Regions from separate parts of the Mus musculus genome. Here all the other regions are linked to region 2. A link is a contact called in public HiCAR-type and HiChIP or PLAC-seq data. All regions are on one chromosome and are shown on one strand. The core of a region is the stretch at or near the end of the contact, and the rest is flanking DNA. Distances in the headings are between cores, read along the strand shown. Region 1 holds the start of Nckap5 (NCK-associated protein 5). Region 2 holds the start of Actr3 (ARP3 actin-related protein 3). Region 3 overlaps Mgat5 (mannoside acetylglucosaminyltransferase 5). Region 4 overlaps Mgat5 (mannoside acetylglucosaminyltransferase 5). Region 5 overlaps Mgat5 (mannoside acetylglucosaminyltransferase 5). Region 6 overlaps Mgat5 (mannoside acetylglucosaminyltransferase 5). Region 7 overlaps Mgat5 (mannoside acetylglucosaminyltransferase 5).

Region 1 (3,662 bases), core at 93-2,592, 1.4 Mb after region 2:
TAATAAAGCACATTTAGCAGCGCTCAGGTCTCTGCAACACAATCCCTCACCGTGAAACGTGCGAGATTCTTTGTTCACGGCGAACAAAGTCAAAGCCAGAATGAGCCAACCATGACAACCAGAGATAGGAAACAGTCAAGATCCTTGAACATCTTTCATCTGGCAACTGGTGGGTAGGAATTGATGCCCAGTGCTCAATTATACATCTGCTTGGTGTTCTCAGCTGTATGAACTGGGCAGGAGCTTGGGACCCCTGAGCTGGGAGCTGACTGAACAGCAGCGCCAAGATATCAGGGCTGTACCTGTTTCCTTGAAGCCCAAGAAAAGCTTGAACTGAAAGCCCGTGAAGGAACAACTCCAGAAGCAGAAAAAAGAATCAAGATTTACCAAGACATTTCCAAACATTTTGGCTTTTCTTTAGGAAAGCAAAATGCTTAGGTTTGTTTGGATATTAGCGAGGGAGGGAGGGAGGGAGGGAGGGAGGGAGGGAGGGAGGGAGGGAGGGAGGGAGGGAGGGGGAGAGAGAGAGAGAGAGAGAGAGAGAGAGAGAGAGAGAGAGAGAGAGAGAGAGAGAGAGAGAGAGAGAGAGAGAACCAAGTAAACTTTGCTCGATTGTACAGGTGTGGCGCTGGTACCACAGGAAGGAGACAACAGCGACAAGAAATGGGAACTAAAACTCAAACAGGCATTAGACAGCAATTACAGGTTCCGAGGAGGAAGCAATTCACTGTGAAACCCCACACACCTGGATTCTCGCAAAGCAAGCACCGGAAGAAAATAGCAGGGAGCCACACGCGCAAAGGCACCATGGTGAGTGCCAACGCAGCCTGCACGTGCTGAGCGATGCCTGGATGTATTTACACTGAGTGGCTCCTCCTCGGAGTCCTCCAGAAAAATCACGCAGACCTGCAAATCAGAAGTCCAGACCACTGCACTGCTCCTGCTGAGCACAGTAACCTTAATTCTCCACATCAAAGTCCACACGCAGTGGGACAAAAAGCGAAGCAAAGAAAAGTTCTATCCTTACCTAAAAGGCATAGCAGACAGGCCAGCTGGTTGCTCCGCCACCGTTAGCCTGCTCCGGGGTTCTGTCTCATTCCATCCAAAGTCCTAGTGCTACCCAGGAGGGCTCCTGGGGGGTTCTCGGATCTTCCTGTAGGAGTTTTTGATCACTGGCTTGCTTAACAAACACGCCTGTGTTCTGCGGGCGTTTGAATGCAGTACCACACCGGGCACCGAGCCAACACTCAGCTTCCACAGGCAACAAGAGAGAGGAAAAACTCACACCCTCCCAAGCAGGCTTCCCTCCTTGGTGTCTTTTAAGGTGGGGATCCAGGTGTCATCTCTGGTTGGAGGGTAGCGTGAGAGGTAGCTAGCTCCCTTTTCTGACTTCTCCGCTGCCTCGTGGGAGCCCCAAAGTTTGTTTTTCTATCTCACTGCCCCGAAGTTCTCCTCGTGATCGGGATCGCCCGGCTTGCCTTTCCACCAGCTGCACTTTAAATGTATTTTAATTGGCTGGAATGTCGAAAGAATCTATTTGGCAGTCGTTTACATGGGACGCACGCCCAGGGCAGCTGAAAAGAGGCCCCAGAAGCGGACGATTACTTCATCAAAAGCGGCAGTTTGAATAGCACTGACTCCTACTGAACTACAAGGAACGGAGTTCTATAGCCAAGATGGAATAATTAATAATTTGTGGAGAAAATTCTTCATTCATCTAAAAAAAGCCAAAACGAAGGGGGCGGGAATCCCTGCAGGTAGGGGAGTACTTTCTGAAAGGGGTGACTTATTACGGCCCCTGTTCTGCTCTCTACAAACATTGATTTTGTACAGCCTTACAGGAGGGACATATGCATAATTTGGTTTTCCTGAAAAGCTAAATCAAGTAATTTTCACTTTCAAAGAGCCCCTGAGATGCATAGCACTTTTCCACCCTCATTCATTAGCCAGAACCCACACTAGATATTTTCCCGAGTGAAAGACAGTTATTCAAGTTCTTTCTTTCTTGGTGACCTCTCAGCTAGATCCAGCTTCAAATAAATTCTCCGTGAATCCAAATAGATAATCATCAGCGCACAGTGTTTATAAGCCTGATTAGAATTTAAAATATTACAAGTGAAGAAGAGTCTAGGAGATCGCTTGGATGGGTCAGACCATTTGCTAGGCAAGCAATAGGACCTGGGTTCAAATCCTTAGAAGACACATAAAAAGCCGTGTGTGGTTCTGTACACCTCTAATCTCAGTAGGAGGGTAGCTGGGGCTTGCTGGCTGCCCCATGTCACGAGATGAAAGCAGAAAGAGGTACAGGAGAGCTCCCAGCTTCCTTCTCTGGCCTCTGCATATATATATGCATATATATATGGGCATGCATATACTCACACAAGTGCGAGTGTGAACTCTCTCTCACATATACATACAAAAAATGTTACTCAAAAAAATGATAGCTTAGGCAGATTATGACATTAAACAGTAGATAACAAACACTTATGCATAAATGTCTCAAAAAATAGAATAACAAAGCAAACCATAAGTCAGATAAAACAAGAGATAAATGGAAGAGCCTTCACATTTTTTCTAGACTGCTGATTTTCCAGGAGGCTGATTTATTGGTATATCTCAAGTGGGCTTACAGATTAAAAAATCCCAGGCTTTCTGGGTTGCCCTAATGACCTCCCTCCTTCAGAGCACCTGCCTTTAGTGGGGTACCTAGAACGAGGCAAGCACCCCAAGTATTCTTCTCCAATGGAAAATGTGAGCCAGGAAACACTGACACATACATTCATTACTCTGCCTTTCCTTCATGTTAATAAAACTGTCTGTGGTTCTCAACAAGACGGAACATGAGGAAGGGTGATGTATGTGTGCATCGTTCAGGACGATTTGTTGAACTGCTCAGAGGCAAAACCCAGCACACGGGGAAGTTAAAGAGAAGGCTGAAAGAGAGGACTGGGCCAGCCTCATGGATATGCAATCTTCATAGCCCTGTAGAGCCCTGTTCCCTGCAAGGGCTTGTGTGTGTGTTAATGTGCTCTCTTTTAACATCATTCTTATATCACATTTATTTGTTCATATTGTGTGTACACGTAGAGGTCGGAAGACAACTTGAGGATGCCAGTTCCCTCCTCCCACTGTGTGGGTCCCAGGATCAGATTCATCAGGCTCGGCAAGGGCTTTTACCTGATGACCCGTCTCCCAGGCTCTTCTCCTGTCATTCTTGTCTCCTTAACTGAACAAGGGGCCCTGTGATTTCACTTTGCTTTGGGACTGGAAGACAGGCAGCAACACCTGAGAGAAACAGTAGCCATCTATGAGGTTAAACACAGGATTGCTATTTTAAAACATAGGGAAGAGCCAACAACATCGTGCATGACAAGTGCTTACCATACCTTTGCCTTACTCAATGCATTGCTGCTAGGTGGGCAGAGGTCTAAGATGGAGAATGCCACCCCATCCCCGCAGTCATTGGTAAGATGGTGATCTATGTGTTGTATGCAGTTTACCCTGGTGGGATGCATCACTGCACTGCATCTGGTAGGTTCGGAGAGTCTTTGTCCCCATACAGTCAGCTCCCACTTAGTTATTCTATGGGCAGAAAGATCCACTGCATAACTAGCCACCTTCTTTTTCCAAATTAACTTAAAGTTAACTGTGGTTAACTTTGC
Region 2 (4,001 bases), core at 94-2,593:
TCAGAAACAATTACTTTAAATCAAACACATTCCTTTATACCCCCTTTCAGTTTTCAAGACACAGTCACAAAACGAACGTGAACAAACGTTTAGGTTCCAGGGTGCGTCCCTTCTCTCCCCTCTGTCTCCCTCCGTGGACACACAAGAACATTTTTTTTTCTAGTTCAGACATATTGATACCTACCACTCATAATGTACTCTTTATGCAACCTGCTTAATTTTGAAAGTTCTAATAAGACGTGGTAACGTTCGAGACGAAAAACTACCTTATAAGGCTATAAAAGACGGAAAGCAGGAAGCGGCTTTGACAAAACTAAGGAAGTTGCAGCGCGCTTGCTCACCAAGGGACTTTTTTGAGGCAAGAGCTATAACCCCCGTGAGATCCTCCTCGCTGGAACTGACTTGGTTCAATGGGTAGTGGGAGATGGCTACGAATGGGTGTGGGCGGAAACCAGGCGGCGCGTGGGTCCGCTGCAAAAGCCCCCCATGCTAGCTTCCCATTTTCACAGCCTGGTTCGTCGCTCTCCCCACCCACACGCCCTAAGAGATCGAGAGTTGTCACCGCGATCTTGCAAAATCTGCAAGGAGCGCTTCTCTCTCTCTCTCTCTCTCTCTCTCTCTCTCTCTCTCTCTCTCTCTCTCTCTCTCTCTCTCTTTTCCTTGCTCCTAGGTCTGGAGGTCCTCGGTGGGTGCCCTGCTTCACAGGCAGCAAAGGGGAGAGAAGGGAAAGGACAGCCAGGTGGGCCAGACGGCCTCCTCGGAAAGGAAGGGCCTGGAAAAGATCTCTGTCCCGGGAGGCTCCCGGCACCACCCCTCGCCAGTCTGGCCGGCTCCCCCCATTCATCTCCCTCCTCCGCCCGTCCCCGGCCTCAGTCTCCCCCACCCCGAAGACCCGCCGTACCCCGTGCCACAGTCCACCACACAGGCCGGCAGCCGTCCCGCCATCTTCCTCCTCGCCCGCCGCTGCCGTCCGTTCCGTGCTGCTGAGAGGCCGGGGAGCTAGAGATGGGAGCTGGCTGACCATGCACCGGCCCGGGCCGCCCTCGGTCGGGAGGGAGGGAGGAAGGGAGGGAGCTGTGGGAAGCCCGAGCAGGAGCGAGTGAGCAGTCGGCTAGTACTTCCGCAAGCCCAGCAGGCTGGCCGGCCGGCAGGCTGGCTGTCCCCGCCCTACCCTGCCGCGGCCTCCTCCTCTACCCCTCCGCTCTCCGCCCTCCTCCTCCTCCTCCTCGCTCCCGCCCCCACCCTACAACTTCTTCCCCCTCGCACTGCCTTTCCGCGGGGAGCCAAGATGGCCGCCGCTGCCGACGCCCCGGCCAGGCCAGGCCCCAGGCCGCGATCGCTCCCACTTCCGGTTCCGGGTGGGAGGAGCGAGCACGCGCGCGCGTGCGTGCGATGTACTGTGCGGCCGCCCGGCCCCGGCTCCCTTCCGGATAGCCAGAAAGTCCACTTTGGGTTTTCAAATAGCTGGAAGCCCAGAAGCCAAGCTGAGCTTGAAGGGGGTCCAGAAGCGGCTACGCATGCGCAGTGGCGCGCAGCTGTGGGTCGCGGCTCCGCTTCCGACTTGCGAAGATTCCAGTTCGCATTTTCTGGCCGGTGGCAGCCCAGAAGTCAGGCAGTTATTTAGTTAGGAAGCTGGCTTTTGGTGGTGGTGGGTGTTGAGTGTGTTTCTTCTCTGCTAACTTGAGCCATGGGCAGGAGGCTTTCTACTGTGGGGTGAAGGGCTAATTGGAAACGTGGTCAGCGGCATGTCCCCATAATCGCTGTAGGTGAGCAGTCAGAAAAGGGATGTGTCCTGAGATTTATGTCAGTTATACTATTGCATTGTAGTTTGCAAGCTCCCCAAAATGGTGGGCCTTTGCTTTTAAGACAGGCAAGGATCCAAGACGTTAGGTTGAACAATAACAAACCCACCTTCTTCAGGGTTTGGGGATTCCTGTGTGTCTTCCAAGAAAGGCAAGTGTTGGATCAGTGACATGGCTTAGCAGGTAAAGATGCTTGCACTCACTAACCTGAGTTTGAGCCCTTGGAGATCCACATGCTGGAAGGAATGAAAAGACCCCCACAAGTTGTTCTTTGATTTTGCGCACATCCTCCCCCTCATAAGAAAATATAAAACAAAAATTAAAAAATCAAGTTTCCCAGAGGTTATGCTCTACATAGCCTGTACAAATGGCCTTTATTTGGGTTTTGGGGTGATGATAAACTTCTTTCAAGAGTAGTGAGATTATCTCCGGCCTTTAAGAAAGGCCAGTGTCCCAGAGGTTGTGTTCTACAAAATAGACTCTGTGCAGGTGGCCTCTATTCCGGTTGAAGTGACAATGAATTTCCTTCTGTGGAGTGCTGTTAACGTGATACCAACTTTTTCTAGTTGGAAAAAAAAAGAAAAAGAAAAAGAAAGAAAGATGAGAAAAAGATATGTATTTTTTTACATCACAGACTTAAAAAGTAATACTTTTAAAACTTGAATACATCAGAGTAACATAGAAAGCTTAAAGTATGTTGCTGGGTCATCTCCCAGGGGATTAGGCAAAATCAATGTGCAGTAGAACCTGAGAATTTACTTTCTCATCAGCAGGAACCTGGAAAGTTAATAGCTTTCCTTCCCAACAGGCTTGTCTTTTATTTATTCTTTAGCAATCCCATACATGTAAATGCTATATCTTGATTGAATTTACCCAGAACCTTCTCTCTGGCTCCCCTGGATATCCCAATGTATTCCTCCTCCTCCTCCTCCTCCTCCTCCTCCTCCTCCTCCTCCTCCTCCTCCTCCTCCTTTTCTCCTCTTCCTCTTCTTCCTCTTCTTCCTCCTCCCTTCCTGTCCCCTCTGATTTTCATTTATTTTTTGGTAATCTCCTGAATCCAGTCAGTTTGGTTGAAATGCTGACTGATCTTGGCTAGATCTTCAGGAAACTATAACTGCAAAATCTGTGTCATGTCCAGAAGACAGCATCTTCTATGCACCCCCATCCCCTCCTCCATGATGCTCCCCGAGCTTTGTGGAGTGGTGAGGGTCTGCATAGATGGACCATCTAAGGCTGATGGTCAGTAGTCACCTACCCTCAGCATGATATGTGTAGAAATATCAGTGTTTACAAGGTAATATTACAACAGGTCTATTGAGTAGGGCAACAGGTTTCCCTATACAGCCTGTGACGGCCTAAACCATGGGAGGTTTGGACAGGTTTAGCATAATCTGCCTAAATTCCCTTCTGAAGAGCAGGCCTCATCCAAAAGTGTTTGGTCACCCCCATACCCCCTGTGCCATACTGTACTGGAGAGCATATTTTGAGCAGGCTAATCTAGGTTTGCTTATATGAGACCATAATAATACATTAAGAAAAGATGTGTTATTCAATGCAGAAAATTCTGTTATCAGGTTAGGTAAGCTGACCTGAGGGGTAAAATACCGACTTTTCTCTTATTAATGTTAGTCATTTGGTGAAAAGTATTTTCACCAGCTCTGTGTGGCAGAGACTATATTGATCCTTAATATAGTGGGGCAAAGAATAGATAAGGGGTGTGGGATCAGAGTTCTGCCTGTGAGTAGAGAAACAGATTGTATTAAGAGCCACAGAAAAGTGCTGAGAACTGTGAGAAACAGGTGAAGAGTTGGCAAACAGCAGAGCAGACACACTTGAACAAGATAAGTGGCTCTGCCACAGAGTAAGAAACAGAGGAAGGAAGGGAGGGGGGTTCCCGAGAAGAGAAGAAGGTGCATGTGTCCAGGACCTGACTTGAGGCAGGCCTGGGGGAGGGGAATCTGACCTCTTCCCTTCAGTGGTTAAAATGAAGACAGCCAAAGAGGATGTGATGAAAAACGAACCCTGAGAAAGAGGGTGGTTCAGAAATGTGTAGCTACCTCTAAGCATACTCAAGTTTATCCTAAAGCAACTTGGAACGTATCAAAAGAGCTAGGGGGAAAAAAAAAGTTTTGGCTGTAAGAACTGAACTTTCTGGAAAGAATAGCATCTTACATGGAACCTTCTGGAAGGCTGGTTAAC
Region 3 (3,717 bases), core at 1,215-3,714, 1.9 Mb after region 2:
AGAAAGAGAGGAGGAGACATGAAGTTATGTTGTGTTGGGGGATACAACCTAAAGAGTTGGAGGGGAGGAAGAGTGTGTGGATATGGTCATATGTCATTGCATACATGAGTGAAATCCTAAAAGAATAATAAAAATGTTGAGGCCCAGTGGTGTGGTTCATTTGGTAGGAGGCTTGCCTAGCCACATCCAACCCCAGTTCCACATAAAGAGATGGCACACACCTGTAATCTCAGCCCTCAGGTGGTAGAGGCAGGAGGATCAGGAGTTCCAGGCCATTATTGACTATGTAGTAAGTGCAAAACTAGCCTGGAGTTCCTTAGACCCTATATCAAATAGGGAAAAAAAAAGATCTAAATAGAATATGCTAGAGAGTAAAAATAACAGTGCCCTTCATTCTGAAGCTGCCGTGAGGCCGGGCTACACCTTCAGATCCTCTCTGTGTCCTTAGCCACAGCACCATGTGGAAGAGGAATCCCTGCAGGGCTGAGGTGGGGTGGGCCATGGCAAAAAGGTTCCTCCCTCTGGATCTGTCTGGAAATAATCTCACAGCCTCACTGCTTCTCAGACTCGCTTTCACGCAGACTGGCTAGTTTGCTGGAATCTGGCCTGACTGGAGGCGGTTCCTGCTATCTCAGAGATGTGCTCATTTTAGGGGAGGTCAGCCACTTCAGAAACATTTAAGACTTTTGTGGCTTGTTTGTGGTACTGAGGAGGTACCTGTCACGTGTGTGAGTGGGCAAATCAGAGGGCGATGCTGGGTGGGTGTCCTGTTCTCTCCTTTCTTTATCTTACACTCTTGGGGCAAGGTAGCAACGGAACCCAAAGCCATGCCGACAGCCAGCAAGCTCGACAGTCCTCCCCATTTCCTCCCCAGCCCCTCCACTCCCTAACTCAGGGGAGCACAGGCATGTGTGGCCATGCACGGCTTTTTATGTGAGTGTTAGGGATCTGAACTCAGGCCCTTCTGCTTACTCAGGAAGTGGTATTAGCCATTGGGCGATCTCACCTGCCTCTGTCCAATTTTTTTACATTGTGGTTCAAAATGTTCTCATCTACAGAGTTCATGCTCAGACACTATACGATAAAGTTACCAAAGAAAATGCTGCAAAAAAAATGCACCTCCCAATGTTTTGTGTTTATGAGTTCATGTTGGGCTATGTTGGAATGTATCCAGGGTGCACACAGGCCACAGGTTGGCCATGCGTTGCAGAGCCTGCAGCAGTTTTCAGTTTTCTCTTTTCTCCTTTCCCAGATCTGAAGAAAACGCTCGCCGTCTTGCTGGATAACATCCTGCAGCGCATTGGCAAGCTCGAGTCAAAGGTGGACAATCTGGTCAACGGCACAGGAGCGAACTCCACCAACTCCACCACGGCTGTCCCCAGCTTGGTGTCGCTTGAGAAAATTAATGTGGCAGGTAAGGATGGCGGTTCCATGCCCAGCCATGGGAATGAACCCTTCTGAAAACCACAGCACCAAGGTTCTTACTGGTGCAATAAAAATTCCATGAACTTGACATGAGTGTCATGAAGGCAGGCTTTACATTTATTTTTTAATAACAGATACTGGGAGACCTCTATGGTTGTCTCCGAATAACTGGGGAATTCTCTGACACCCAGGCAGATAAAGAGCTCCCAGAATTGAGTTGTGCTGATAAGATTCAGAACATAGATGAAAGGAAGCACAGAGGTTATCAGAACAACTCCCACCAGATGAGTACTCTCCCTTCCCACCTCTTGTCAGATGCCAAAGCCTGCTCAATGTTAGTAAACCTGGTGTGGACATGGACTCCCGCGATCCCAGCCTGTGAGAGTGGAGGTCACGGAGCAGCTCAAGGTCATCCTCAGCTACTCCCTGAGTCTGAGCCCCTCCCCGGCTGGAAGAGGAAACTAAAACGTGGAAGGGCCAAAGCTGGAAGAATTTTTACAGATGATGAGGTAGCGCTGTTTTGTAACACAGAGCGTAAAAGAAATTCTCTGCGGCGGCGGATAGACACAAATGGTTAAACTCATAGGGAAAAAAAGGGGGAAAAAGATGGAAGAATGTAAAAGAATTTCTCATTCCACAGAGGAGGGTCAGACATTGAAGGTCATCTCCGTGGCACAGCCTGGGCTGTGTGAGAGTCTGTCTCAAGAAATAAAAATAAATGCTAGGTAGCCAGCATGATAGATGGAAACCCCAAGATCCTGGAAGTTAAGGCGACTTGCTATTCATTGCCTGTGTAGCTTCTCTCCCACCTCGCTAAGGCATTGCCACTGCACAGAATGCCTCACACGAGACAGCTGTAACAGGGTCCCTTCAGCAAAACCTTTCTGGCATATGCAACAGTGTCTGGGTTAGGGGGCTGGGATGGAGTTCAGTTGACAGAGTGATGCTTGTCATCAGGAAGCCCTGGGTCCTATCCCCAGCAATGCCTAAAACAGGGAGTGGCAGTGCACACCACCCTCTCTGCACTTGTATTTAGGTGGAGGAGGAAGTAGTGTGATCAGAAACTCAAGGTTACCCGCAGCCACGGGGCCAGTTCCAGGCCACACTGGGGTATAATCAACAAACAAAGCGATACAGAAAGGCTGCTTCCTCTCCCTTCTTTTCCTGTGACCTGAACCTCTTTTCTCATGGACCTAAAAGTGGGAGAGATTTTTCTCTCCCCTTTCCTACCTTTCCTGGTGTCAAAAACAGTGAATGCTTCGCATTAGGCAAGCTGGGTGGATTACCTTTTTCTCTGGCTTTTTGCCATTGTGCAAGTTTTAATTCACAAACTATATTTCGAATAATCCCAGCATCTCACCAAAGTGTGAAAAATAACTTTTAATTACAACACAGAGACAGTGTCATCTAGGCCATAAATCCTGTCTTCCCTGCCATTTCCAGCAGTTTCTGTAATTAGACAAGGAAACCTCCCACTGTGTTGAGCTGCTTATTAATAAGTGGGCGCTGTGCCTCTCCAGGCTCTGCTCTCAACGCCCACTCCCACGGGGGGGTGGGGGGGGGAGCTTGTGGAGAGCTCCTGACTGACTTCATCATGGTTATGTGGTATCTGATTTGAAAGATGGAATGGTGTCTCTGCCTCTTCCTCTTTCTCTTCCCCTCCCATGGTGTATGTGTGTGTGTGTGTGTGTGTGTGTGTGTGTGTGTGTGTGTAGATATGTGCTACTTATTCTTCTGCATGTGTGTGGAGCTTAGGAGCCAACATTGGATGCCTTCCTCAATTGCTTTCAGTTTTATTTGAGACAGGGTCTCTCATTGGCCAGATCGCTGACTAGGCTGTCCTGATTGGCCCCAAGGTTCCCCCTGTCCCTACCTACCCAGCTCTGAGACTGCAGGTGCTTTTATGTGTATATGAAGTCCTTGTGGGCTTGAGACAAGCACTTTACTGAGCCATTTTCTAAGCCCGCAGGATGTTTTTCTTCCTGTTTTTAGGTTTGTTCTTCTATGATCAGCCCATGATCTAGCTAGACTTTTATGCCATCACTCTCTCCCTGCTGTGTGACCCTGTGGCCTTTAGCTGTCCAAGTTTGCAACCAGGATATAGAGAGAGGCTGCTTTTCCTGAGTATCAGATCCTAGGGCACACATTGTGGGTGAACTCTGGAATGCCATGGTGTAAATGCTTTCAAGTGGGATACTTGTTGGACCTGGGTCCTGTGCTACTTTAAGTCAGCTAACAAGGGTCTGAGGGGCTCGTTCTGGAAGCTAGTGACTCAGATTGAAGCATCTTTAT
Region 4 (3,802 bases), core at 461-2,960, 1.8 Mb after region 2:
GAATTGGGAGTTCCACATCAATCTGAACGTGTGTGTGTGTGTGTGTGCGCACACACACACACACACACACACACACACACACACACACGCATGCTCCTTCTCCCCAGCGCTGGATTACAGGTGTACACCATAATGACTTTTTTTTTTTTTTTTTAGAGCGGGTTCTAGGGATCGAAGTGAGGTCTATGCCTGGTTAGTGTGCTCCCAGTTCTAGAAAGTCTTTCCAGTCCAGTAACTTCAAGAGACTTTCCTGTTTCTCTGTTGTCGGCCTTTAAGTGGAGCTGTTCGAAGGTCACTGCCATCTCTCTTGTGCTACTGAGACAACAATGAACCCTGTAGCCAGAAGCCATACTTTCCTTTAACTCCCAACACAGAGAGAGGTCTCACTGCTAAGATCAAGGTCCCTATTTTTTTCTGGACGCTTAGGACAGAATCCACATCCTCACCACGTGTAGCTTCCAGCAGCATCCAGAAGCTTGTGCCTTGACCTCCAGAACCAGGTACTAGAGCTAGATCCTTTCCTCTGCTGCTTCGCCTGCTTCTCAGACCCCTGGCTTCAGACCACAGTATAAGCAGCATCATCCTCATTGAGATCCTGATGTTTTCACACCTCCTCTCCCCGTGAGGTAGTCCAACACAGGGCTTAGGGCTGAGAAACTGGATATCCTCAGGGGCCATTTGTTTTTCCTAACCCAAGGTCCTCAAAACTCTGGAAAAGAACTATCCTTCATATTGCCACTATAGGAAACTTACCTGTTTCCTTGTTTGTGTATGTATGTATATGTATATATCTATGCATATATATTGTGTGTGCATGCATGTATGATGTGTGGGAGTGTGGGTGTACCATGGCATGTATGTGGACATACATTCGAGAGTATTCTCGCCTTCCACCTTGCTGAGCAAGGGCTCTCCCATTGTTTCTTCCCTATTGTGGATTCCAGGTTAGATTGCCTATCTGTGACTGTCTCAGATATTCTACTCTCTTGGCCTCCTGTGCTTATCTAGGAGTGCTGGGATTCTAGATATACATCACCATGTCTGGCTTTTTAATATGTTGGTCTAGGGGCTAGAGCTCCGGTCAGCAGTGTCTTTGCCTGCTGAGCCACTCACTGGTCCTTCCCTGTCTTTTGAAGCAGACACACATCAGTCTCCTCCAACATACATTGCTATCTAAATAAGGTTTGAGTTCTGCTGAGGCCACAGGCAGAGCCGTGTGCATGTTCCTCATTACACAATGGTTCCGAGCACTGTCATTAAGAAAACAGAGGTTCTGGAGATGTGTGTCTGAGGTCACCTAGTCACGAGGGCCAGAGCCAGGGCACCAAAGCCCATGTTCTTAGTCACTTTGCTTTTCTTCCTTACAAGTAGTCATGCAAAAAAATAAAATGAGAACTTGCCATGGAAAAACTTGAGATCATGTAAAATCTCTCCTCCTTTATGAAAATAAATATTGCCTGTAGTAATTGGATTGTACTAATGGCTCTACATTAATGGCCTCCTGGTAGCTTCTGTTCTTTGTAGAGTGGTGCTGTATGGCTTGCTGTGGTCAGCAGGATCTCCCAAGTCCCGTGTATAAGCAACTTTTAATAGCATTGTGCATTTCTGGTTGCTTTGTTTATAACTCATTTTGCTGTCTCAGAGCCCTGGTGCAAAGGTGAGAAACATGCCCAGGCTAGCCTCGTGGGAGTGAACCAGGCTATGTCTCCTGATTTCCCCTAGACCAACCAGCCTTCTTCTGACCCTTCCATTACTCATGATTGCCTGAGTATCACTTAGATCAGTTCAGCCTGGCCTGGGTTACCAGGACCTCCCTGCCCATCTGTACATACTTGCAAATACTAATGTGGTTCCAGTCACTGAGTTGCAGGGGAATTGCCTCTGTCGCAGTTGATGGCCTCATCGTAAGAGATACTTAAAGGGCAGAGGGACTGATTTTTGTGTCCTGTGGAAGACCATTGTGTATTACTTATACCTAATGAATAATCTATTCTGATTGCTCTTTAGGTCTAAGAATGTCTCATTGAATATGCCTTTCCCCCCTTTTAATTTTATATTACTTTTTAAGAACTTTTATTTATTTTAAATTGTGTGTCCATGTTGTGGCTTTGTGCCCATGCTGGCCAGAAGAGGGTGTTTATGAGCTGCCCAGTGTGGTTTCTCTGCTGAGCCATCTCTCCAACCTTTTATTTATTTTTAAATGTATTTATTTGTGTGTGTGTGTGTATCCATGTGTATATTGTGTGTGTGATCCCATGTGCATTGTGTGTTTGTGTGTGTTTGTGTGTGTGTGCTTGAGAGTGCAACAGGGTATGTGGGGAGGTCAGAGAATTTGTGGGGAGTCAGCTCTCTACTGTTGTCATGTTCAGACAAGGTTTCTTGTTTCTGTCTGTGCCGAGTACTTCTGGACAGCTGGGCCTGGAGCTCGCAGTTGTTCCCATCTCTCTGTAGGGTGCTGGGCTTACAGATTCAGGCTCCTGTCTCTGGCCTTTCCCTGGGGATCTAGGGACTGAACTGAGGTCATGGTGCTTGTGTGGCCAGAGCTTCTCCCCACTAAGCAGCTCGGCAGCCCATATTCATTTGCTGAGACAGAGTCTCGCAGTCGTTGGGGGCTGATCTCAAATTAGGTTTGTTGCCAGTGATGACCTTGACTTTCTGATCTTCCTGTCTCTGTCGTCCCAGTGATGGATTATGAGTATGTGCCAGCCACCTTACTCCTGGGTATGGGACCCTGTGCTTGACACATACTAGGCAAATGGTCCACCAGCTGAACTACTTCTATAATCCCCCCCCAAGCCCCCTTAATTAATTTACAGTTATGGTTCATGTCCAAGAACTTCTCATTTTATCTGTCCATTCCCACCATTTAACACAACCAAGACAATGTGATGTTTTAAATGCTGAGCAGTTTCCCACAGAAGCACACATTTGCCATCCTTATTATTACCTATTGATAAGGTAGCCTTAAAAATCTACAGTACGGAATACATAGCCTCTGAATCACACTGGTACCAGCAAGTACAGATTTTGTGAATGATACTTGCCTTTACCATCTATCAGCTTTGACTCTGCCTATCATGTTCAGTTTTATTGGCTTAAAACAAAAACTAGTCAGGTGTGGTGGTTTGAATATGTTTGGCCCAGGGAGTGGCACTATTTGGAGGCATGGCCTTGTTAGAGTAGGTGTGGCCATGTTGGAATAGGCGTGTTACTGTGGGCGTGGGCTTTAAGACCCTCATCCTAGCTGTCTGGAAGCCAGTATTCTAGTAGCCTTCAGATGAAGATGTAGAACTCTTAGCTCCTCCTGCACCATGTCTGCCTGGATGCTGCTATGTTCCCGCCTTGATGATAATGGACTGAACCTTTGAACCTGTAAGCCAGCCCTAATTAAATGCTGTCCTTTATAAGACTTGCTTTGGTCATGGTGTCTTTTCACAGCAGTAAAACCCTAAGACATCAGCCTCCTATCACCAGCTGCTCATTTTGTTAATAAAATATTTTTAATGAGTTATTTGTCTCTATTTATGTGTGTATGTGTGAGCCTGTGTGTCTGTCTTGTACCATGTGCATGCAGGTGCCTTAGAGGCTAAAAGAAGTTGTTGGGCTCCGTGGGTCTAGAGTTGTAGGAGTTGCTAGCCACCAGATGTGGGTGCTATAACCAAATCCAGATCCTATGAAGAGTAATATACCCTCTTACCCACTGAGCCTTTGCTCCAGCCGTACTAATAATGCTTTATTGGAAAATGACTGCACACATTTGTTTATGTGCTGGTCATTTTGTTAATAATGTTTTACTGGAAAG
Region 5 (3,697 bases), core at 1,134-3,633, 2.0 Mb after region 2:
TTAAGAAAGGCTGCCCTTGACTTCTCCCTTCTTTGAGCCTCTTTCTTACTAGAGCAGGGTCCTCCAGAGATAGTCAAGCTAATGTCTGAGTGTTCTCAGCACGCCAGGTGAGGTCATCACAGTGGTTACGGAGTCCTCGGGACGATAAAGCCCAGCTTTAAATGACAACAGGGTAAATTAAGAGGTAGCAGAGTCAGTAAAGTGCGTACCCGCCAACATGCGGACCTCAGCTTGACCCCCAGAAGCCACCTAAAAAGCTGTGTGCCATGTGCACGGTGGGGGTGGGGGGGGCAGAAACAGAGATTTGGGGTTAGCCTGCCAGCCAGCTAGCCTAACCTACTTGATGAATTCCAAACCAGTGAGAGACCCTGTCTCAAAAAAATTTTTTTTCTTTAAAAGGTCCCTGTACTTGTGTACCTATGCACAGAAGATGTATATACATATACCTGAGGCAGCTGGAGGCTAAGGCCTGTTACAAGAATAAGATTTGAATTGAAGCATGAACTATATAGCTACTGCCCTTGGTCTGAGGGAAATGGGCTTTCACCCGTGACTTCTCTTCCGCATCTTCCTGGCTCATCTTCCAAATCCCAATAGCTTGGACAAGTTTTGAGGAAAGAACTCCCACCATCAAAACTCTTAATGTTCCTCACAGCTTTCCATGTGTCTGTGTATCTGTCTCTTTACTCTTGATTTCTGAGGCAGAGGGGACTCCAACAGCTCCTTTAAGAGACCTGGCCATTGTGAATGCTGCTGGTCCATTGAGCATATTCCAAGCAGGTGGCATGGACTTAATTCTAACACAGCCCTTGACCAGATCCCTGTGCTGCCGGCCCCCTCTGTCACAGCAAGGCCTTAGAAGCACTGTATGTCCCCTGCCCCAGATGAGAAAGCATGCCAGTATTTTTGCTCTCTGCCATTGGACTCCAAATCCACCCCAAATCTCTGTGAAAAATGGTTGTGGAACCGGGAAATGTTTGTCCTTTGCAGCTGCCACTAGAGCGTTGCCTGGAGAGGCACTGAAAACGCACTTCTGGGATACAGTGATCTAGTGTCTAATTCACTAGTAGCTCTTGTAACATAAAGAAGGAGGGAGGGAGGGAGGGAGGGAGGGAGGGAGGGAGGGAGGGAGGGAGGGAGGGAGGGAGGGAGGGAGGGAGGGAGGGCAGGCTGGGGACTATAAGGTCAGAGCTTAGTGTAAGCTTAAGACTTAGTGTGTGAGAAGTAAAGGCTAAGGAAGGTTCATTGTCTGAAATTCCTCTCTAATTGGCTTCATTCACCAGAGCCCCCCACAAGCATCTGTAGAACCCTAGATCAAGATTACACAGCAGTTACAAGAAGAGGTCTTTAGGCTTGGGGAAATTGCTCATTCTAAAAAGTGTTTGTGCAGATTGGAGGACCCAGGCTCCATCCCCAGACCTGCATAGAAAGCCCACTCAGAAGCCTTCTCCACTCTAGTCCTCGTGCCCTGATGGAAAGATGGGACTCCCACAAGACTTGCAGTCAGCCCCAGCCTGCTTTACTCAATAGAGACCCTGTCTCAAGCCAGGGCTGATCCCGGGGCTTCCGTGAACACACTGTGTCACACGCGTACCCATACTCATACACACGCAAGCTTTAAGTAGAGGGTTAGAGACAGAACAGGATGTGTTTCCAAGTCCTATCACCAGCTTGCGTTCAGTACAACTCAGGGTCTTCTGACTTCCTTGAGACAATGGTTTGTAGACTAGGCCTGCCATAGGGGCATGGTTAAGTAGGGGCTGTTGCTAAGGTGCCTGGGCTCCTCATGCAGACTGGGCTGGCTGTCAATTACCCCTCTCTGTCTAAATCCTTGCGGTTGTGTGTAGCTGCCCACCCCCTTCACCAGCCCCTCCGGCCTTGCTCTCCCACTCTCTCTCTCCTGCACTTTCCCATCCCCTGCTCAAGTCATCTTTTCTTTGGCTCCTCTCAGCTCTGCCCTGTGCATTGAGGCTTTGCTGTAATGAATTAGCACTGGTCTGGTACTGCAGTTGTGAAATATTATACCCAGGGCCTTTCAGAATTGCATATATCTGTTCTGAATATTCTGTTATCTTTTCGGGACTTGTTCTTACTCCCTCTCTAGAATCAAGTAGTCCCTTCCAGTTTGAGTCTTTCAAGAATAAAATAAGAGAGAGTATTGCTGTGGCTGTGACCCAAAAGATGGATGAATCACGGCTTAGCCACATACCCAGAGCTGGCAGTGTAAGTTCCTAGTCCTGGTGAGGAGACATCTGTAACTTTTCTAGAACTTCCCATCGCCAGCTGGATCAGGGATGCAAAGACTGTTTCCTGTATACACACACACACACTGAGGAGGTGGGGGCAGTGAGACGATGAGTCAGAGAGGCAGGGACAGCCTGCCAGCCTCACTATAAGGAAGTGGTGCCCATCCTAATGGAGTCAGGACTCCTGCCCTGAGGCCACATGGACTGGGCTGTGGACTTTTTGAAAACAAGGCTCTAATTGGTCAACCCCCCCCATCACCATCCCCAGTACCCAGCCAAACCCAGGCCAGGGGAAATACACGGTGAGTATCTCCAGAGAATAAAATTTGAATATTCAAATAGAACTGGGCCGAGGGGTGGGCGGAGCATGAGAGGCATGCCAGCCCTTTCTGTAAACACTCAAGGCTTTTTCACCCAAAGGTTCAGAAAGAGCAGGCAGCTTACATACTAGAGTTGTGCTCTTATGGAGAAGAGACAAAGGCTTTGACTGTCTTCTTGCCCTGTGTCTGAGGGGAAGGCATTTTCAAGGCAGTTTTGTCATGTATGAAAAAAAAAAAAGACATTTATGGTATGTAAGTCATAGGACTATAAGAATAATAAAGTCAAGAAGTGTTTGCTGTAGTATATAGTGTTTCTACTCAGGTTCTCAGGAATATTTTCTGTAAGCTTTTTTTCCCCTCAGGCAAGAACAGTGTCTATATAGTTTCTGCTCTGTTACTATCACAGAAACCCAGTCCTGGCCTGGGTAATCTGGAAAGGAAGAAGGTTTATTTTACTCACAGTTCTGGAGAGTCCAGAGTTTTTGCTCAGCTCAGGTGAGATGGCAGGTGACCTCCTAAGAGCAACAGAACAGTCGAGGTAGTGAGACAACTCATGATGAGACAGGAAGCTAGGAAGACCCCGTCAGTCATTCCCCCCTCTCCCCCCTCCCCCCCTTGCTTGCTCTCGTGAGACCCACAGAAACCTCTCTCTAAGCTACCCTCCCTGGAGTCATAGCTACCTACCATGCTCTGTCCCTGGACATGGCTGCCTCCCTTGCTCTACCTCTGGAAGCTTCCACACCTCTCAGAGGCTAAGATTCTGTGTTAACCTTCCAAACCACAGCAGCCTCCAGACTAGAGATGTTTGTCATTAGAGAAGGGATTGCAAGATCATTTCCTGACCAGTACATCCCACGTCTGCCCCTAACCCACGAACTTCTTTGAATTTCACCTGCTGAACAGATACAAGGAGACCTCACAAGTCTGAATACTGTAAACTAGAAGCATGCACACTGCATTTTCTTGCTGCAGATAGTCTTCAGTAGCTGGTAACTATGACTATTGCTATTGTTTATATCTGAAATAGCCACAGGGGCCCCTGTATGAAAGACTAAGTTGCCAACCTGTGGTGCTATGTGTGATGATGCCTTTGAAGGTACTATTGAGGATTCTGAGCTGGAAGGTTGCAGA
Region 6 (3,641 bases), core at 1,094-3,593, 1.9 Mb after region 2:
ATTGATAACTAATAAAACCAGTATGTGTGTGTGTGTGTGTGTGTGTGTGTCAGGGGGGATGAATGCACATATGTACAAAACTATGTGAAGAAACATCAAGTTTCTTCAGTTGCTTTGTACCTTATGTTTTTGAGGCAGGATCTGTCCCTGGGATGTCTAATTTGGCTATATTTTCTGGTCATTGACCCTCTTCCCCCAGGGGTCCTCCACGAGGTCATTATCAAAGCCAGTTCCACGCCTTTCTGCTCTTGCAGCCTTTTGAAACTTCTGGTGGTTGAGTCAGACACCAGAGTTGCTAGGAGCAGTCAGGGGCCTGGGCAGCCATTCTTCATGTTGAAGTCTCTAAATAGCTTTCAGAAGAAGGAGGTACAGGACCTTGCCCAGATGTGTGTGCCTGGCATAGGGCTTTATCTGTTGTCTATATAAAAATAGCAACCAGGCAGGTATGCCTCCAAGTGAATGCAGTCCTTTAGCCATGAAAGGGAGTCTGCTTGGGTTTCATTATGAATCACTGAGGTACCACTGTATACCCTTGTCTCTCTCACCTGTTTTCATAACATGCATATTCTAAGGGTTACTGTTCACTGAGTGGAAAATAGGAAAATTGAAATGTCCGAGGATTCAATAAATTGCAAATGGATGCATTATCAATGGACACCCAATGTCCAGCACTGGGCTGGCTACTTGTGCTGTGGTGCCAGCTTAAGGATGACAAGGAAAATAACCCAGGCCTGCGGGCATTAGCAATAACATCTACCTTCTGTCGGGTGCCCATCTGCTCTCATTTCATTTCTCATTTCTCATTGGCTGACAACTAGTACACTCACTGTCCTCTGTAAACCCTCATCCTGAGTGTGTGTGTACAGGTGTATATGTCTGCATGTGAGTATGTAGATCAGGGGACCATCCCAAGCATCGTTCTTAGGAAGGCTATCTGCTTCCTTGGTGACGGAGCTCACCGATTAGGATGGCCTGGCTGGGCAGTGAGCTTTAGGTATCCTGGCTCTGCCTCCCCAGAACTAGGATTGTAAGCACATGATGTCACACCCGGGATGTTCATGTGGTTTCTAGGGATCAAACTCAGGTGCCACATGCTTTCGTGACAGGCACTTTACCAGCTAAACTATCTCCTCAGTCCCGGAATTTTCATTTAACATTTTTTATCTCATTTTCTAAATTTTGGTATAAAAACATCAACTTTGGAATTTTGTTTGCCTCAGAAACTGCTAAGTGGAAGTACTCAGCATATGATGTGCCTGTTTCTGGGGACAGAATTACGTGTACACACACACACACACACACACACACATACACACACACACGAATTAGTTACTTTTCTCCTTCCTGTGACCAAGATACTTGACAAGCAGCAACATAAGGATGGAAGAACTTATTTTGTTTACAGTTTGAGGATGCTGCTTATCATGGCAGGAGAGACATGATATCAGGAGACAACCGTTCACAGTGCATCTGCGGTCAGGAAGCAGAGAAATGGATGCTGGTACTCAACTCACTGTCTCCTTTTTATTTAGTCGAGAAGCCCAGACCATAGGATTGTTCTGCCCACATTCAGGGTGGGACTTCCTTCCTCAGTTAAACCTCTGTGGAAACACCCACATAGATACAACCAGAGGCATGTCTCCATGCTGATTCTAAATCCAGCCAGGCTAACCAGTAAGGACTAACCACCATAGTGACCTACAGTAACCTTTATCTGCACTGTGTGCCACTGCTGGTCAAGGACTCTTGTGGGGATTTAGGCTGCAGGCTGTGGTTTTATAAGAGGCAGATCCAAGAAATATACTTCTGGATGCCCCAGATGTTCACTGACATTTTGAGGCTGTTTATTAGTTCACAGATCCTGGAAATGAACAGGGAAAGAGCCAAAAATATCTAGCATCTGTGGTTAAAGTTCCCATGAGTTGGCTATTGCTGGATTATGTTAGAAGTGTCTGCTATAGTTGGCAGTGGAGTTGGGAGTGTGGTAGCCCAACCAGCTACATGGCTCTCTCAACTCAGGCAGAGGAAATGTGATATTTTGGAATCCTGATATAGGCCACAGCTAAGAAGTAGAGATAGGAAATAAGTTATAATTGGAAAAGTCTTGATGGTGTTGACAGTGTATCCCTGTCATCAGCTCTCCTCTTTAGTCCTGCTTGTCTCTGTTGTAATGTTAATAGGTACTTTTATTACCACTCTACTAAAGATTCATTCCATCTTGATTTATTATCTAGACTTTCCCAGGGGATTGCAAAGAACAACGGCACAGGCTGCCTCCTGGCTTGTTGCCTCTTGGCGTGAGCCAACCAGAAAGAGAACTGTTCAGGGTTTCACTTGAAGCCATCAACGGTTCTGTTTGGGCAGCCCCAGATACCCAACAACAGTTGTTTCAGGAAGCTCAGACAGTGCCAAGTTTAAGACTCTGTTTTGGTTCAGCTGCTTAATCTTAGCCCAACAAGTACTCCCCTGTCTTGATGTTAATTTCGCTTCAGGGTGGGATGGATGGCTTGCATAGTTTCACAGCATAGTTTCCAAGCTCGAAAGTCTTTGATGAGTTGAACTGGGAACCAAAACCAGCTACGGCTTTTATGTGGGAGGTGGAACCAGAGAGGTGAGAGTCTTCAGAGAGCAGAGTTTTATCTCCTAACATTGACTGCCCCCACACAGACAGAGCATGTTGGTTCTGACCAGAATTTTATCTCTTGTGAGAGGTACATTGCCCGGTTGGCCACTGAGGCCAAGAGGTAGGGTGGAGAGGGGAGGGTGGGACCAGAAAAAAATCATTACATTGCACCACGCTGGGGAGCCATTTCGGTTGCTGTTTCTAGGTGGCTATATTTCAGAGACCTGAGGATGGCCTCCTGATAAAAGGGCACAGAATTTAGAAAGGTACTATGAATAAAATATATTTCGGAATTAGGAGACAAATCCTGGAATCGTGGACACCAAATAAGCACTAAGTATCAATGACTTGGTTTGGTGTTGAGGGAGTGGCTGCCTGGCTCACTTGGTTAGTCCTTGTGTGTTTCCTGTTCTTAATGTCTTAGGCTCCCATTTTTATTGGTAGAAGGTTAAGTACTGGTCTTTTTCCCCCCTCCTAGTAGTTTATGACTAAAGCTTAAGGTTTCATTTCTCCCCCTTCTCTTTGTCTCTGCTGTGCTCTTCCGTTACACTCTAGGAAGTTCCTTCTTTTTGTCACCTGGAAGAAAAATCGCTTTCTTTATTCATCCAGAGTACAGGAGAGTGGAAATTGAGTTCTATGACAGATCTTAGTCTGCAGATGCTAATCTGTTCTATTTAACTTTACCTTCTCTGTCGTCTGTTTGTTATTTTTCTTCACTTTCTTTTTCTATCTATTTTAGATTTCATATTTGATTAGAATGAGGAAAAAAATATTCCCACAGTAATAGAAGCCAGTCAAGGCAAGTTAGATAATAATTATGATTGTAGGCTTTATAATCAGTATTGTTCCTTCTGTAGTCTTAGTGTTTGGAGGCAGGACTTTAAAATATCGTGGAAGGAAAAGCTTGGAAAATCCTCAGGAAAAAATAAAAACTAACGACTGGCAAGATGACTCAGCAGGCAAAGGTATTGGCTGTCAAGCCTAATGACCTGAATTCGATCCCTGGGATCTACATGAT
Region 7 (3,669 bases), core at 1,141-3,640, 1.8 Mb after region 2:
CACGCCCCCTCGACTGTCCCTGGAGGGAAGGACCATGTATATCATTATGTTGTGCCTGCCTGGTGGAAGGATGTATTGTACCCAGCCATTTGCTTGCCGAGCTCATTGCCTGGGCTGCTGGGCCCTTGCTTTGGGAGCCAGACTGGGTCTGGGAGGAACAGGAAGGAAGTGAGGTAATTTTCTAGTTTTGTGTAATCTGGCTCTGGTTTAGTGAATGCATTTTTTTCTGCTGGGTACACTGTTACCTGGTAACTCACTTAACAGCTGAGTGATGGCCTCTGGCCCTCCCGGTCCTGAGGGCAGGATCTGAGTCAGGGATTCCTCCCTCTGGTCTCCAGGCCTTCCTGGTTCCTGAGCTCCCCGAAGCAGTCAGAAGTCTGGGGCCCCTGCAGCCTCAGGGTTCACCGCTGCTCTGACCTCCCATTGGTTATTAATAACTTGCAAATCAGTTTAATAGAGTAGTAGAATTTAGTTCTCTTCCGATTGAGGATGTGACGAGGGCCAGGGATGGAGCTCAGTTGGCAGAGTGCTCCCCTGGCGTTGACCAAGTCTTGCGTTCTATCCCCAGAAGCACATAAACTGGGCTTAGTGTTGAATGTCTGTCCTCTCAGCATTCAGGGTGTGGAGGCAGGCGGCCAGCCTGGGCTAGGGGAGACTGTCTAGAAGAAAAAAATAAGTGTGAGATGGTAGAGGTCTCTTTCACGGGCCTGCCACATTTGATTATAGTTTGCTTTGATATATTGTTTTGTTTTGTTTTGTTTTGTTTTTTTGTTTGTTTTTTTGTTTGTTTTTTTTGTTGTTTGTTTTTTGTTTTTTTGGTTGCTGTGGCAGTGTAACTGACAGAAGCAGCCTAAGGTTCTTTTGGCTCCCAGGTCAGATGTACATCATCACAGCAGCAGCAGGGGTGGGATGCGCTGGCCACATTGTATCCACAGGCAGGAAGCAGAGAGAGATGGATGCTGGGGCTCATCTCACTGTCTCCTTTTTCACTTTCTCCTTTTTATTCCCTAAGATCCCAGCCCATGGGAAAGTCCTGCTCATCTTCAGGGTAGGTTCTCCTTTAGTGAAACTACTTTGGAAACACCCTCAAAGACACACCCTGATGTGTAGTTCCTTGGAGAGTCTAAACCCCCCTCAAACTGACAAAAGAGATTAACAATCATGAATATCTATTTCAAATCCTTGTTTTTAATTCCTTGTTTAACTCTTTGGGCCTTTGTTGTGGTTGTTAGAATGGTTTTAATCATAGATTGAAGAAAAGGAAACACTGACATAGTCTGCTTAACAGTCTATCTTACTGGAAAGGTCTGATCTCCACAAGTGAACTCGAGTGTGTACACACTGGTGCACGAACACTGGTGGACACACACAGGATCACACACTCACACATAGGCACCCATACACCACACATGGAGAGGGGGGAGGGAAGAAGTGAAGGCAAGAGGGAAATAGAGATAAAAAAGAACTTCCAACAATTAAATGAAGAAGTAGCAAGCCCCCTGGATTTAGTTGGTTAACTGAGTAAGTAAGTACTCATTACTAAATAGGATTGAACTGAACGGTGGCCATAACAGGATCGAGAGGAGCAGCAGGGCTCACATTCCTATGCTACCGCCACCGCCTCCTCCTCCTCCTCCTCCTCATATTCTTCTTGCTTTTCTGTTTTTTTTCTTCTTGCAACAGAGTCTCACTATACTGCCCAGGCTGGCCTTCAACTTCCAGGCTCAAGTGATCATTAGGCACCAGCCTCCCATTTCAGTGGTCAACCTTGTCAGCTGTCAGCAAAGATCCCAAGACAAGGAATAACAGAAAATTGGACCCCATTAAAAAAATTTTTTTAAATGATTATTTGTGCTTGTGTCTGGATGAGGGGTGGGGCACATGAGTGTTATGGCGTGGAGGCAGGAAAATGATGTCAGATCCCTTAGAACTGCCAAAAGCTGCCCAAAACTTGATATTTCCTCATTTAATTGTTTGAGTTTTTTTTAATATTTAATTGAAAAGAACCATCATTCATATATATATATATATATATATATATATATATCCTGTAATAGCAGTGCATCATGCAGGAAAGATTTCTCTGGTGTCACGTGTAAAGTATGTGTCACATGGATATTTGGTGCTCAGGGACAGTAAGGACTCGTGTGTTCTTGGTAGAGCTGGGGATAGCTCAGCAGCAGAGCATGTGAATAGCATGCACAGAGAGAGCTTGGGTTCAATCCTTGACAGTGGCAGGCAGAGTAATAATCTTAGGCTTGGAGAGATGGCTCAGCCGTTAAGAGTGCTTCCTGCATGTCCAGAGGATCCAAGCTTGGTGAGGCTGACTTTCCTTTTACAGATGAAGTTATAGTGAAATGCCACACATAGCCACACAGTGACATTATCACCCGTCTGTATCATACATCCTGTATCGTCCCACAAGATAATATCGTCTACTGATGTCATAGCAGTCTCTGATCATGGTGGGAGAAAGTGGCCAGAAAGTGGCTCATTTCTCCAAACATGCTGCTTTGGTGAGTGACTTAGGTCTGCACAGCAGCTGAGTGGTGGGGTTAAAATTTCCCCAAAGTCCCACAACCACGATTTGAGGAGTTGAGATTTGAACTCTGCTTCCTACCCTGTGGCATTGCTAAGCATCATCGTCCCCTTACGGGGCCCGATGGTTATTTCTAATTGCGAATTGTGCAGAACCTACAATCACCTGGGGAAGAGAGCCTCAATTGTCTTGTCTAGATCCGGCTGGCTTTTGGGCATGTCTGGGAGTATTGTCTTGCTTGCCTGAATGAATGTGGGCAGACCCAGCTAGCGCACTGTGTCCGAGCACCATTTCCTGGTTTAGACCCTGAACTGTGTAAAAGTATAGAAAGCTAGCTGAGCACTAAGTGCGCATGCATTCATTTCTCGATTCTCTCTACTGTGGAGGTGACTAAGTCGATTCAAAGCTCCTGCTATCATGCCTTCCCCCCACAGGGATAGACTGTAACCTGTAGTTGTGACTTAAACTCTTTCTTCCTGGTGGTGTGTTATTTTATCACAGTAACAGAAACGAAACTTGAAGAGAGCTTAGTAATAGGAAGGGTCAGGAGCGCTGAAACCGTTACTGAGTTCCTGCTGGGCAGGAAGCACGTGGTGAGAACAGTTACTACTGGCTTTCCCAACCTCTACACACCCAGGGATTGGATGCCAATATTACCAATACTTGGCTGGAGATTAAACCAAGCTTTGGAAGTGTTAAACATGGAAAATGTTCATTAAAGTTCATTCAGACATGTCTGAATGTCCACTGTCAGAATAGTAAATAAAATCATAAAAATGTAGATTTGGTGGATTGGCAAATATCTCTGGTGAATTTTGTGTGAGATGCTGTGTCAGAGTTAAGGAGAAATAGATGTCCTCCCTGGTTGCTGAGTCTGCGTAGAGGAGTGTCCACACCAAGTGAGAGAGGTGGAAACAGCACAGAGACATAGAGTTTGGCAAGGATGCAGAGTGAGGAGGGTGGGGCCAGGAAGATAATGTACAAATGATAGGGGGTGTTATGTTAGAACCACTGAGCTAAGCAGACCTTGAATCAGAGGGCCTTAGTGGCCAGCATCTGGCCTTCGAGAGGCACTATCTAAACCTCTTTATTTAAGTATAAAGGGATGTGTAGGGGTGTGTGTGTGTAGT

What was found. HiCAR-type assays count read pairs that join an accessible place to other places. HiChIP or PLAC-seq counts read pairs in DNA pulled down with a chosen protein or histone mark.
Region 1: a HiCAR-type map of astrocytes shows a contact between it and region 2, with 4 times the contacts expected there. The contact joins the promoter of Nckap5 here to the promoter of Actr3 in region 2. A contact is called at or near these places in 6 of 39 promoter capture datasets (the 3T3-L1 cell line, 3T3-L1-derived adipocytes, cranial neural crest and 2 more) and 7 of 115 datasets of contacts at active chromatin or transcription factors (astrocytes, bone marrow-derived dendritic cells, extraembryonic endoderm stem cells and 4 more).
Region 3: an H3K27ac HiChIP or PLAC-seq map of thymic regulatory T cells shows a contact between it and region 2, with 7 times the contacts expected there. The contact joins the enhancer-like site here to the promoter of Actr3 in region 2. A contact is called at or near these places in 2 of 39 promoter capture datasets (the C10 cell line and pre-B cells), 1 of 484 Hi-C or Micro-C datasets (the MNK3 cell line) and 3 of 115 datasets of contacts at active chromatin or transcription factors (the NIH/3T3 cell line, large pre-B cells and thymic regulatory T cells).
Region 4: a contact with region 2 is called in an H3K27ac HiChIP or PLAC-seq map of acute myeloid leukemia, with 12 times the contacts expected there. The contact joins the enhancer-like site here to the promoter of Actr3 in region 2. A contact is called at or near these places in 1 of 39 promoter capture datasets (pre-B cells), 1 of 484 Hi-C or Micro-C datasets (LSK cells) and 4 of 115 datasets of contacts at active chromatin or transcription factors (acute myeloid leukemia, bone marrow-derived dendritic cells, large pre-B cells and 1 more).
Region 5: a HiCAR-type map of astrocytes shows a contact between it and region 2, with 4 times the contacts expected there. The contact joins the enhancer-like site here to the promoter of Actr3 in region 2. A contact is called at or near these places in 4 of 39 promoter capture datasets (the 3T3-L1 cell line, hippocampal neurons, liver and 1 more) and 3 of 115 datasets of contacts at active chromatin or transcription factors (astrocytes, large pre-B cells and stem cell-derived neural progenitor cells).
Region 6: a contact with region 2 is called in an H3K27ac HiChIP or PLAC-seq map of bone marrow-derived dendritic cells, with 5 times the contacts expected there. The contact joins the enhancer-like site here to the promoter of Actr3 in region 2. A contact is called at or near these places in 2 of 39 promoter capture datasets (hippocampal neurons and pre-B cells) and 3 of 115 datasets of contacts at active chromatin or transcription factors (the NIH/3T3 cell line, bone marrow-derived dendritic cells and large pre-B cells).
Region 7: a contact with region 2 is called in an H3K27ac HiChIP or PLAC-seq map of bone marrow-derived dendritic cells, with 9 times the contacts expected there. The contact joins the enhancer-like site here to the promoter of Actr3 in region 2. A contact is called at or near these places in 1 of 39 promoter capture datasets (pre-B cells), 6 of 115 datasets of contacts at active chromatin or transcription factors (bone marrow-derived dendritic cells, cardiomyocytes, microglia and 3 more) and 1 of 9 other capture datasets (liver).

Annotation. Positions count from the first base shown.
Region 1 is chr1:126,829,290-126,832,951 of GRCm38.p6, forward strand. Nckap5 (NCK-associated protein 5) reads right to left here and starts at 1,343. Exons shown (of 17, transcript NM_001081756.1): 1 at 1,028-1,343.
Region 2 is chr1:125,434,384-125,438,384 of GRCm38.p6, forward strand. Actr3 (ARP3 actin-related protein 3) reads right to left here and starts at 1,344. Exons shown (of 12, transcript NM_023735.2): 1 at 902-1,344. The coding sequence starts at 945.
Region 3 is chr1:127,319,352-127,323,068 of GRCm38.p6, forward strand. Mgat5 (mannoside acetylglucosaminyltransferase 5) reads left to right here. Exons shown (of 18, transcript NM_145128.3): 4 at 1,253-1,414. Among named protein-coding and RNA genes, the nearest start is that of Gm51747, 21 kb to the left of the region's middle. Within about 2 kb of position 2,465, at least 71 of the 459 cell types and tissues checked have an H3K27ac peak or open chromatin away from gene starts, as enhancers often do. A contact at or near this core is called in the MNK3 cell line and thymic regulatory T cells, where this site is marked.
Region 4 is chr1:127,218,086-127,221,887 of GRCm38.p6, forward strand. The region is part of intron 1 of Mgat5 (mannoside acetylglucosaminyltransferase 5); the gene reads left to right. Among named protein-coding and RNA genes, the nearest start is that of Mgat5, 15 kb to the left of the region's middle. Within about 2 kb of position 1,711, at least 74 of the 459 cell types and tissues checked have an H3K27ac peak or open chromatin away from gene starts, as enhancers often do. A contact at or near this core is called in acute myeloid leukemia and bone marrow-derived dendritic cells, where this site is marked.
Region 5 is chr1:127,422,843-127,426,539 of GRCm38.p6, forward strand. The region is part of intron 12 of Mgat5 (mannoside acetylglucosaminyltransferase 5); the gene reads left to right. It overlaps Gm51746 (a long non-coding RNA gene), which reads right to left. Exons shown (of 6, transcript XR_003948718.1): 3 at 3,027-3,081. Among named protein-coding and RNA genes, the nearest start is that of Gm51746, 13 kb to the right of the region's middle. Within about 2 kb of position 2,384, at least 137 of the 459 cell types and tissues checked have an H3K27ac peak or open chromatin away from gene starts, as enhancers often do. A contact at or near this core is called in astrocytes and stem cell-derived neural progenitor cells, where this site is marked.
Region 6 is chr1:127,346,443-127,350,083 of GRCm38.p6, forward strand. The region is part of intron 4 of Mgat5 (mannoside acetylglucosaminyltransferase 5); the gene reads left to right. Among named protein-coding and RNA genes, the nearest start is that of Gm23734, 27 kb to the right of the region's middle. Within about 2 kb of position 2,344, at least 70 of the 459 cell types and tissues checked have an H3K27ac peak or open chromatin away from gene starts, as enhancers often do. A contact at or near this core is called in bone marrow-derived dendritic cells, where this site is marked.
Region 7 is chr1:127,239,936-127,243,604 of GRCm38.p6, forward strand. The region is part of intron 1 of Mgat5 (mannoside acetylglucosaminyltransferase 5); the gene reads left to right. Among named protein-coding and RNA genes, the nearest start is that of Mgat5, 37 kb to the left of the region's middle. Within about 2 kb of position 2,391, at least 117 of the 459 cell types and tissues checked have an H3K27ac peak or open chromatin away from gene starts, as enhancers often do. A contact at or near this core is called in bone marrow-derived dendritic cells, liver, microglia and 4 more, where this site is marked.